Regions from separate parts of the Mus musculus genome. Here region 2 is linked to region 1. The links are chromatin contacts, called in public Hi-C maps. All regions are on one chromosome and are shown on one strand. Each heading gives the region's core, a stretch centred on a gene start, on an enhancer-like site or on the middle of the called end of the contact. The rest is flanking DNA. Distances are from core to core; before and after follow the strand shown. Region 1 overlaps Vav1 (vav 1 oncogene). Region 2 holds the start of C3 (complement component 3).

What was found. A called contact is a pair of places that touch in the nucleus more often than the background predicts.
Region 2: a contact with region 1 is called in a Hi-C map of bone marrow-derived macrophages, with 50 read pairs. The contact joins the promoter of C3 here to the enhancer-like site in region 1. A contact is called at or near these places in 9 of 39 promoter capture datasets (the C10 cell line, the HPC-7 cell line, embryonic stem cells and 4 more), 1 of 15 datasets of contacts at CTCF or cohesin (the NIH/3T3 cell line), 35 of 484 Hi-C or Micro-C datasets (the 4T1 cell line, the AtT-20 cell line, ECoMG-derived neutrophils and 24 more), 7 of 115 datasets of contacts at active chromatin or transcription factors (the 230-238 cell line, the HPC-7 cell line, bone marrow-derived macrophages and 4 more) and 4 of 9 other capture datasets (adipose tissue, embryonic stem cells, liver and 1 more).

The regions. Positions count from the first base shown.
Region 1 is chr17:57,286,435-57,292,148 of GRCm38.p6, forward strand. All of the region lies in intron 1 of Vav1 (vav 1 oncogene), which reads left to right. Among named protein-coding and RNA genes, the nearest start is that of Vav1, 10 kb to the left of the region's middle. Within about 2 kb of position 4,052, at least 133 of the 459 cell types and tissues checked have an H3K27ac peak or open chromatin away from gene starts, as enhancers often do. A contact at or near this core is called in the 230-238 cell line, ECoMG-derived neutrophils, the HPC-7 cell line and 11 more, where this site is marked.
Region 2 is chr17:57,224,133-57,229,620 of GRCm38.p6, forward strand. C3 (complement component 3) reads right to left here and starts at 4,004. Exons shown (of 41, transcript NM_009778.3): 1 at 3,824-4,004; 2 at 2,561-2,750; 3 at 2,034-2,199; 4 at 1,865-1,935; 5 at 1,084-1,178; 6 at 903-985; 7 at 721-811; 8 at 512-614; 9 at 155-281; 10 at 1-46. The coding sequence starts at 3,903.

The sequences.
Region 1 (5,714 bases), core at 2,802-5,301:
TAGGGAATAATGATAGCAGCAGCCATCCTGAAAGCTGAGTACACCATAATTTATTTTTAAAAATTCCTGAGACAGAATCTCTTGTAGACCAGGTTGCCCTTGAATTCGATGTGTAGCCAAGGATGATTTTAAAATAAAAATAAGATGGAGCTCAATTAAGGAAGGACGATACCCAGTGCTGACCTCTTTTGGCACACACATGTGTGTATGCACAGTACATGAATGCACGCACATTCATATGCACAGTCATATAATACACTCACATGCATTCACACACACACACACACACACACACACACACACACACACACACACACACAGACACACACAGACACACACAGACACACACAGACACACACAGACATACACACACCTAAATTTAATTTAAAAAGAAAGCAGAAGAACGGAAGAAGGCAGGAAGTAGCTACAGCTCACTCTGCTCTGTCTCCTAAAAGCAGCAGTTTATAAAAGACCAAAGGCTTCCGAGGGACGAGGGGTGGATCTGTGGTTATGAGAGGGAATGAAGCCACCGCTGATAAGTTATGCAAAACACTTTCTCTGTTCGTATTCCTGTTCTTCCCATAATAAATAGCCCAAAGCAGAGGGAAATCTATACAGCTCCTATGCAAATCAATCTTCCTTAAAGCCAGAGGGCTTTCAAAACTGCTCCTGGCAGGGAACAGATAGTAGGATCCTGTTCAGCCTGTCATCTCTTCGCTGACTCAGCAATTATTATTCAGTGCTACCAGGTCTGGGTGTGGGATACACAGCTGGAAGAAAAAAATGCATGCATCCATGCCTTCAAGAGGGTGACACACACACACACACACACACACACACACACACACACACGCACGCACACACACTGTAAAATGAATGAATGAATTGAAAAGATGTGTAATCATTTCTTCCCCCATATCTGTCTGTGCTATATCTGAGTTTAACAAATCATGGCTCAGTTAGCAAAGAGCTTGCCTTTCAAGCAGCAGGATCCGAGTTCAAATCCTCAGCGCTCAGGTAAAAACAAACAAACAAACAAACAAACAAACAAACAAACACCTCAGGTGTGGTGCTGTCTACCCATCACAGCACATGGGAGATGGAGACAGGGATTCTGGAGTTCGAAGCTCAGCAAATGCCTGCGCTCCAGGCCAGTGAGAGAGACAGACCTCACCCCCGCACCCCCCCCCCCCGCATCCCCCCACCCACCCACCCCGCCCCCGTCTCAGAACACAAGGTGAATGGCTCCTGAGGAAGAGCCTTCAAGCTTGTCCTCTGGACTCCATCCACACGCACAGAGACTTGAGTGGCTGCCCTGGGGAGGGGCTCCTGTCTGTGTTGGTCATTACAGACTGGTGGTTTGCAGCCATCAACCCTCAGCTCTTTTCGCAGCGCTTTCATTCTGTCAGCTGAGATAAGTCACCACAGGTGACTTCAAGTCTCTGGGAGGATATGCAGCTTTGTTACAGACTGCCCCACCACATAGAAGGGTCTAGAAGGTATGGCGACACCTGCTTATTTATTTATTTATTTATTTATACCTGGGAATGAGGGCAGGGTCCTGAAAACAGTCCACTTGCAGATACAGAGGATCCGGAGTAGCTGTTCTTTTAAAAGCAGGGGCGTGGGGGCCGGGAGGTGGCTCAGGATAAAGTACTTGCCATGCAACCATGTTGATCAGACATGATGGAGTTTGTCTGGAGTCCTTGTATAGGGAATGTTGAGATAAAAGATTGCTGGGGATCTCTGACCACCCAGCCTAGCCCAATGGGCCAACTCCACATTGAGAAAGAGACTCTGTCTCCAGAAAATAAGGTGGGGATGAAGAGATGGCTCAGGGGTTAAGAGCACTGGCTGCTCTTGCAGAGGACCCAGGTTCAGTTCCCAGCACTCACATCAGGCAGCTCACAACCAGTTTTAGGGGCTCCAGTGCACATCTCTGGCCTCCTCTGGTACCTGCCGTCATGTATCCACACACAGCCCTTCACTGGTGGATTCTAGGCAGGGCTCCACCTCTGACCTCGTCCCCAGTCCCTCACTAGTGAATCTAGGGTAGGGGCTCCACTCAGAGTCACATCCCAGCCCTTAGAGATTTTTATATTTTGAGTGGAGCTGATTGTCAGGAGTCTAGGTTGCACAGCTTTGTGTGTGTCACTGTAGATGTTCGGAGACTCTTGGTTGTTTTTTGTTTTTTCAAGACAGGGTTTCTCTGTGTAGCCCTGGCTGTCCTGGAACTCACTCTGTAGACCAGGCTGGCCTTGAACTCAGAAATCTGCCTGCCTCTGCCTCCCAAGTGCTGGGATTAAAGGCGTGCGCCATCACGCCCAGCTTAGAGACTCTTTTTTTTAAAGTGGAAGCACCTGTACCTTGGAAGGTCACCCCGTCCAGCCTTCTCCCATACACTGTCCATTACCGCTCTGACTTGCTGTGGCTGCCAGCTGAGCCCCACTTTCCCCTGCACTACCCCACAGCTGTCCAGTTGTCTGTCCTTGTTACTGTGTACCTCAGCTGTCTGTACTTCCTATCACACACTCCAGTTGCTGTTACCAATTGATACCCAGATTGCTTTGTGCTGGAAGCCCCTCCTGTTTATCTACCCCACCTCTCCAGGTTATAAGCACTGGGGCATCAGGGTCATGTTTTCCTCACCCACTACTGGGTCTCAGGGCTGGGTAAACAGTAAATGCTTAATATATGCTTTTGGAGTCAACTAATGTCTGGGTTTTTGGTCAGGCTTTGTGTTAGTGCTCAGTTCTAAAGTGGAGAGGTTGATTCTCCTTCTCTCTGTTCTTCTGGCTTTCGCCTTCTCTCCCTCTCTCCTTCTTTCCTTTTCTCCTCTTTCTCTGTTCTTCTTCCAACCCCTCCACATTTGTCCCTCTCCTTCCCTTCCTATTCCCTCATCTTTTATCGTATGAATAACATTTTGTCTCCTGGGGGAGATGTGAACACGTGTCTACTCGTCTCAGACAGGGCCAACAGCCAGGAAAAGCAAGGATCCCGCCAAAGTCCAACTTGATGAAGCACTGAGTGTCACTGTGTTACAGATAGGAATGTGGGTCAGGGCTCACTTAACAGGAACAGAAATGGCTCAAATACAGCTGTATCACCAAAGCCTGGCATGGATGGTGGGCGACTCAGGAAAGCTGCCTTCAGGCAGCTCTGAAAGGTGGACAGTTGTCTCTTCTAGGTGCCTTGTCCTGTCTGAACCTCTTCTGGGCAGTTCAGCTTGTCTTGAGAGCGGTCACCAGTAGTCCTTACAGCTTGTGCTTGGGGAGGGCAGTGCCTAGAGAATCTGGTCTGTTTCAGGAACTTCCTGCATATCTCCTGTTGTTTCCTGAGCTTCACGGGCTTTTCTGTAGGCTAGAATGCTTCACCTCCACTTAGCACATCCTATGTCTTAATGAGCTTCCTTCCAAGGTGGAAGGTTTCGTCTTAAGGGAAATTGCTACACAGCACCCTCTTTCCCCCTCCCTCTGCCTTCTCTCCCTTCCACTATCTTCTCCCCTCACCCCTGTTTCCCACCCCTGTTTTTGACACAGGGTCTCACTGTGGTTCCCTGGACAACCTGGAACTCACTCTGTAGTCCATGCTTACCTCAGAGTTTAGCCATCCTTTGCTCTGCCTCCTCTTCCTGAGCGCGGAGATTACAGGTATATTCCACCACACTGGGATTTCATTTCTGATTTTTGGTTGGAGAACCCAAGGCAGGATGACCTGTCCAAGGTCCCCCTGCTTACCAGTTTCAGCTGGGAGTCACCAGACACCTAGTTGTGGAAGGCGTACTGGGGTGTGAGGTGACAGGGAAAGAAGAGGAAGTCTGATTCCCAGAATGCTTTAGACTCATGCTGAAGAGTTGGGTCATCAGCTCCTCAATTCAAAGCTCTGGACAGGATGAGCAGCGTGACCACCCGCTCTGGGAAGCCTCAGGGAGCTAGCTGGAGTCTGAAAGATTACAGGGCTGAAGGAAGGCAGAGAGCCATGCCTCTACCCCTTGTCTATCTTCCCCAGCCAGGCCTGGTAACAGGCATTTCCTGTTTCCGGCCATCTCCTGGGTTTGGGTTGTGGGTGTGGAAAGCGCAGAAGGCAGAATTTGTGTTGAGTCTGGGCCGCTTTCTCCCAGCCCCCAAGAGAGGCCACTGTCCTTACTGCTACTTCCTTGAACAGAATTCTCTCTATTTTGGGCAGAGGCACCAAAAGCCAACTTCCGGCTTGATCACAGTGCCTGGCTCCTGATTTGCCTAAAGCCTTCTTGCTTGTCTAGCGCCATGGTCTTCTTTCGTCCCGGAGGATAAGGGAAGCAGAGGGGTTGTCCCTATAAAACAAGGAAGAATTCTCCTTCCACGTGCCTCCTACAGTGAGTGGCTTCCTGTCCTTCATCATCTTTTCACATGCCTTACGGTGCCAGGAAGTTCTTCTGGTGGTCTAACCACAGTCACCGTGCTTTCTGAAGGAGCCCAGCTCTCTAACTAGCTACTCTGAAGCGGTGGAAGGGGTTATGAATCATACTCCTTTTGGAAGAGTCATGTGACTTGAGGGAAGGCAGTCTCAAAGCTCAGCTGATTCTCTGAGGTTAGGAGGGGGATTTCCTTCCTTAGGCCACACAGACCTAAGGCCAGACATCACCTCTGGTGTTGGTCTGCCAGCCCTGTCTGCCTGTCTATGGCCCACAGGACTTCTGAGTGCTGTATATAATGGTGTATATAATTTCTGTGATATGCTGGTCCCTGTTATGTCCCCGTGAGGCCTGGGCGAGGGGGCTGTGGTGGCTCAATGTGGTTCAGGAGCTAGGGTAGAGCAGGAGTGGGGCTGGGTTCTGTGTGTTTCTCCACACTCCTGCTTTTACATGTGTGACTCTGGCAGGTGACAGCCCTGTGACAAGCCTCAGTTTTCCCACCTGTCAGATAGAAGTCCTTTGTTTAGCCATTTCGTCTTTCACTTGTGCGTGTGTGTATTTGTATGCATTTGTGCATGTTTATTATTACTATTATATTGTGTGTGTGTGTGTGTGTGTGTGTATGGGTGCAGATGCCTGAGGAGGCCAGAAGAGGGCATTGGATCCTCCTGAGTTGGACTCACAAGTGTGTGTGATATGGGATGGAAACCAAACTTGACTCCTCTGTGAGATGGACAGTGCCAGCACCCCTGAACATTCTCGTGGGTTTAAGCATTGAACCCAGGGCCTTGCTTTAGCAATTGAGTTGCCTCTCAGACCTCCTTCAATAACTTAGAAATTAGAGCATATTTTTTTTTTGGCAGTTTGGTCTGTGTACATATGTATTTTGATCATGGCCGCTCTACTCCCTTGTCTTTTTTGTGTTGTTGTTGTTGTTGTTTTTTTTTTTTTGTGTGACCCAGTGAGTTGAATTAGAGTTTGTGACAGGAGTCAGGGTGAGGGGTCATGTACCAGTGGCTGCAACACTGAAGAAAATGCCTCTCCCTTCCCTGGAAGCTGTTAGCTGCCTACAAATCCCCAGGGAGGAGTGGGTCCTCATTTGACTCCCCACTCCTTCAACACAACAACTTCTCTTGAGCTCCACCCCAGCCCCAGGTCTTTAAATAGTTGTCCACATGGAAGAGCGAGCCCTTGAGTGACCTGTGGCCTTAGGTAATGGTGGAGTGTCATGTAGGGTTGATGACTGTCACAAGTGGACCAGTTGTCTGTGGGGAGTTGATGGTGCTGAGGCTGTATACATGGAGACAGAGCTCCATTTGGC
Region 2 (5,488 bases), core at 2,754-5,253, 62 kb before region 1:
GTGACAATCGGGATCCCACTGCGCTCTGCCTCTACCATGTCACTACCTGAGGAAACGGATGGAAGCAGTGAAGGCAGGCTTCCCAAAAGCCCTTCAGAGCCCAGCCTCCTCGCTCAGACTAGCCTTGCCACCCCTTAGTCAAAGCAAGCCTCACCTGAGTGCAGGATGACAGTGACGGAGACATACAGGGACTTCCCCACCAGGGCGTCGGCGTTGGAAGGCCGTACCCCCTCCATCAGCACCTTCCGGGTCAGCACTGCATCCCCCACACCATCCTCAATCTGCAGAGGATAGGAGAGCATGAGGGAGGGGAAAAGGTCCCCAAGATAAAGGAGGCTAAGAAGGGGAGGAGCTCAGAATGGGTGGCCTGGTTCAGCAAGGTGAGTGACTGGTAGGGGCACTAAGAGGTGGGATGGGCTCTGGAGTGATGATGGGGCGTGGTCGGGGGGCGGGGGAGGGAGCAGGGAGAGGCTGCCATTCTAAGCTCTCATTCCAAGGGGTGAGAAAGTACCACTACGCGCGTGAGGGAGTGGGCCAGAGAAATCTTCTTATCGCCATCCTGGACCCCAAAAATCACGAAGGCTGTCCCGTCCACGTTTTTCCCGTACAGGAACCTGAGAGACAAGGAGACTTGGGGTCCTGGAGACTTCTCTGGGTGTGGCTGAAGACACGCCCCCCATGCGTCAACGCCCCCCCCCCATGCGTCACCCCCATCCTCACTTGGCTATGATGGAAACTTCCAGGCCATTTGGGTCATCGATGTAATAAAATGTCTCTGTGGGCTCCACCCGGACCTCAAAACTGGGCAGCACTAGGATGGGGTATGAAGACGATGGTGTTGGCATGGCTGCCAGGGCAGCATAAGCACAAGGGCCTCACCTGCTGGATGCCCCAAGACTTACCGTATTCCTTCACCTCAAACTCTGCGGAGAAGATCTGCTTCGGCGCATGTTCGTAAAAGGCTCGGATCTTCCACTGCCCCATGCTGCAAGAAGATGAGGAATGTGGCAGAGCCTCCAAGAGCCTCTCCCCCATCTCTCCCCCCGGACGGGGGAATCCCGTTTTTTGGAGGCTCAGATTTACTTGACCAGTTCAGGAATGTTCCAAGACAAAGGCAAGATGCCGTGTTGGTTGTTGGAAGACAGAATGTCTCTCTTGACAGGAATGCCATCGGGGGTCTGTAAAGAAAGCATAAGGGACAAAGCAGCTCTTTAGAGTCACAACCACCCCATCTCTTGTTCACTGAGGCAGGAGTTAAGAACACAGACCTGGGTAACTCAGCCTAGGTTCAAATCCCTACTGTGCCACTTAGAAGCTCTGTGTTCTCAGGTAAATAGCTCAACCTCTCTGTGCATTTCCTTTTATGTTTAGGACATAATTAATGCAGCAAAAGCCTGGGTGTTTAAACGATGAGGGCTATGATGTGTGTGAGTTTGGAGCACAGGGTGCAAGGAGGAGGAAGGCTGGGAGGGAACTAGGCAGGGTGAGCAGGACCTTGTGCCTGGCAAGGAAGACTTTGACTCTACAGAAGTGGGAGCCACAGAGGGTTGTAGGGAGAGAAAGGAGGGAACTCCACTAGGGTTTTAACAGGGGCCCTCTACTGGGCAAAGTGGACTGAGTTACCAGTAATTCTTCCCAAACTTCAGATAGGGCAACTCAAGTTCAGGGGGTTTCCCTGGAGTTGGATGCCTCACTCTATGGGTCTTCCTAGGTCTCTGCAGTGATCGTTATGTATAGCCATTTGCTCATGGACCACCTCAGAGGACTGAGTCTCAGAGGAGAGGGTCTCAAAGGGGAGGGGACTTGGAGGGGAGGGGACTCAGAGAGGAGGGTATCCATCTCTGGGAAACTCAGCAGCTGGTACCTCAATGAGGATGACGACTGTCTTGCCCACGGGCAGTAGGTTGTTGTCCACAGTGAAGATCCGATATAAGACTGGAGGATGTGAGGGAGACACACAGAGAGTCCCCTTAGACCTTAGGCTCTGGGAGGCCCTTCCAGCCTCAGTGGGAGCAGCCTCCCACAGCACTTACCAGTGGAGCCAGGGGTGTAGATGGTCTTGTCTGTCTGGATGAAGAGGTACCCACTCTGGAAGCTTACCATCACTGCTTTCTCCACCACCGTTTCCCCGAAGTTTGCCACCACTGTCACGTACTTGTGCCCCTCCTTATCTGAGTTGAATTCCTTACTGGCTGGAATCTATGCGTGGGATGTCAGGAGTCTGTGTCAGGGAGTGGTGCCCAGAAAGCATCCCCTAGATCCCCCTGGGCCTCCTCTCTGTCATCTCCCCTCAGACAGGAGGGGCTCAAGGAGGAAGAGACTCAAGAGGAGAGGGACTGAGAGGAGGAATCTCAGAGGGAAGGGGCTCAGAGCAGAGGGTCTCAAAGGGTAGGGGACTCAGAGGGGAGGAGATCAAACGAGAGGGACCCAGACGGCAGGGGCGTCAGAGGGGAGGGACTCAGAAGGGAGGAGCTCCGAGGAGGCTATAGGAGGCAGCCTGAGGGACCCAGGCCGGACCGGAAGGGGCTACGGCTGACTGTAGTTCCAGTTCCTTGCCCACCTTGATGGAGACGCTTCTCAGATGTCCACTGGCTCCTGTCAACACTGTCTTCTCACTGGTCAGCACTTGCCTCTTTAGGAAGTCTTGCACAGTGACTGTGACTGGGATGTCACCCTGAGCATCGTGGGCCTCCAGTACGATGGTCTCTTCGCTCTCCAGCCGTAGGACATTGGGAGTAATGATGGAATACCTGACCGTGGGGTGTGGGAGCAGATGTCACCTCAAGGCCTGAGACTTCAGCCCTCACTCTGGCTGGCCCAGTCCCTAGTTCTAGCGTGTTCTAGTTCTCAGTGCTGGAGCAGATGCCTGGATCCACGTCCTCCCCACACAAGAAGGTACCAAACCACAGCCCACTTTCCCTTAGCCACTAGAAGCTGTCTTTTCCTGGCTTCAGCACTGGGTACCAGCCATAAGGACTTTGCTTGTACTGAGAAAGTGCTCTCTCTACCACTAAGCTATACCTCAGCCTCTCCTCACTTTTCTGTTTGGAAACAGCATCTCACTAAGTTGTTCAGGCTAGCCCTGAACTCACTCTGTAGCCCAGGCTTGGCTGGAATGTGTACACTTCCTGCCTGGGCTTCCAGAGTGGACAGGATGACAGGTCCATGTAATCAGGCCCAATGCTGAGCTTGGCTTTTGACAGTCCACACAAGGGCTATAGACCCCAACAACCCTCCAGTCCTCACATCTTAAAACTTACCATTGCCTAAACCACAAGACATCACAGACACCATAAATCTATAGACCTTCTTCTTCATAAGTAGGCACACCAATGCTACAATACCTGAGTTCTATGAACATAAGACAACCCAAACACTCACATTCTCTCTCTTTCTCTCTGTTTGTATGTATGTATGTATGTATGTATGTATGTATGTATGTATGTATGTATGTATGTCACGTCACAGGAAGATGTCCGGTGTCCTGTTCTATGCCCCTCCCTCCCCACACCTTGAGTCAACATCTCTCTCTGAACCTGGCACTGGGCTGGCAGTCAGCAAGCCCCAGTATCTGGTCTCCAGCCCCACAGTGTGGGGTTACAGGCTCTGGAGGCCACTCCTGGCTTTTCTGTGGGTGCTGGGAGTTTGAGTTAAGGTCCTTATGTCCATGCAGCAAGACTTCATACCCACTGAGCCATCCTCCAGCCCCCAGCACAAATTCTTAACATCCCTGTCTCCCCCCAAGTGGGTGACTCCTAGGTGACTCACCTAGGTGACTCCTAAATTGTATAAGAAACTGCACCCCCAAAAGGTAACTACTTACATGGGGATCCCCAGAGCTAATGGGGAGCTGGCCAACAGCAGCAGTAGCACTAGTAGCTGGGACCCTGAAGCTGGTCCCATAGTGAAGGAAAAAGGTGGAAGGAATGAAGGGGTAAGGGGCAGGGGTGGGCAGAGGCGAGCTGGGGCTGTAGCCGCTGGCTCTTTATATGGCTCTCCTCTCTGGTCCCTCCCTGTTCCTGCACCAGGGACTGCCCAAAATTTCGCAACATAGTTTCCTAAGCTTTTTCACAAACCTGGGGCAACAAGCCTTGGGGTGAGTAACCCTAGGCACATTTCCATTACCCTGGAGCTTGAAAGTACCTGCTTGGCTCAGGCTTTTCTTGGGGTCAAGGCCAGATGCTGAACCTGGGCTGGTCCCTGTTGTACTTGGTTACACCAGAGACCATTGAAGTCTAGAGTGACCTCCTCCCACACTTAGCTGGGTCCCAGTAACCCAGCACTTCTGGATGGCTGGTTCTCCCTACCCCCAAGGTCTTGCTAAATCAGTGGGTCGAGACACATTTGGCATTGCATTATATATCCTGCGTATCAGTATTTACCTTACAATTCAGAACAGTAGCAAAATTAGAGTTGTGAAGTAGCAATGAAATAATTTTATGATTGGAGGTCAGCACAACATGGAAGGGTGGCAGGTTCAGGAAGGTGGAGACCACTGTGCTAAACAGTTCTGAACTCCTACCTCTACCTCCTCAGTTGCTGGGCATTACCCAAGCCCTACTTATGCATTTATAATCCAAGTCTTTCCTATGAGGAGGATAAGGGGTGAGGGCATGTCCCAGCCCAGAGTCCCAGCTCTGTGGAGCATTTTCTGAAGTGGGAAAGAATTCTGGTTTTTTGAGGATCTGGGACGGTTTCTTGGCAGTGGGACAGTTAAGCTTTGGTTTTGAAGGCTGCCTAGAAGTTCGCCCTCCGGGGGGCATGCTTGCTTTCTAGGGAAAAGAATGAGGTGGACCTTACCTACCCTGTCACTCAGGGTGGCTGAATGACTCTGGTGGGCTTTGAGAGTCATGGAGGAAAAGCCTGCTCTTGTCTCTGCCTCTAGGACTTGTCCTGCCCCTATATTATCTCTTTCAGTTGTGTTGGTTTTGTGGTTGTAGGCAGATAATGATTCACAATGCTTAGTTGGTTTTTTTTGTTTGTTTGGTTGGTTGGTTTTTGGTTTTTTAAGACAAAAGTACAAATAGTGGCTTTAGAATACAGCTCAGTGGGAAAGTGCTTCCATACTCAGTAGCATAGGATTGATTCTGGTGGCATACATCTGTAATCCCAGCACGAGATGCTGGAGGCAAGAGGATCAGGAGTTCAAAGTCAACCTTGCTATGTAGCAAGTTAGAGGCCAGCTTGGGCTACATGACACCATTTCTTTTCTTTTTAAAATATTTATATGTATGTGTTGGAGTGTTTTGCCTGTATGTATGTATGTATGTATGTATGTATGTATGTATGTATGTATGTATGTATGTATATATGTATGTATGTATGTATGTATGTATGTATGTATGTATGTATGTATGTATATATGTGCATCATGTGTATGCCTGATGCCTACAGAGGCCAGAAGACAATGTTGGATCCCTGGATCTAGAATTGCAGGTGTTTTTGTGCGCCTCATGCGGGTGTTGGGAAACAAGCACAAATCCTCTGT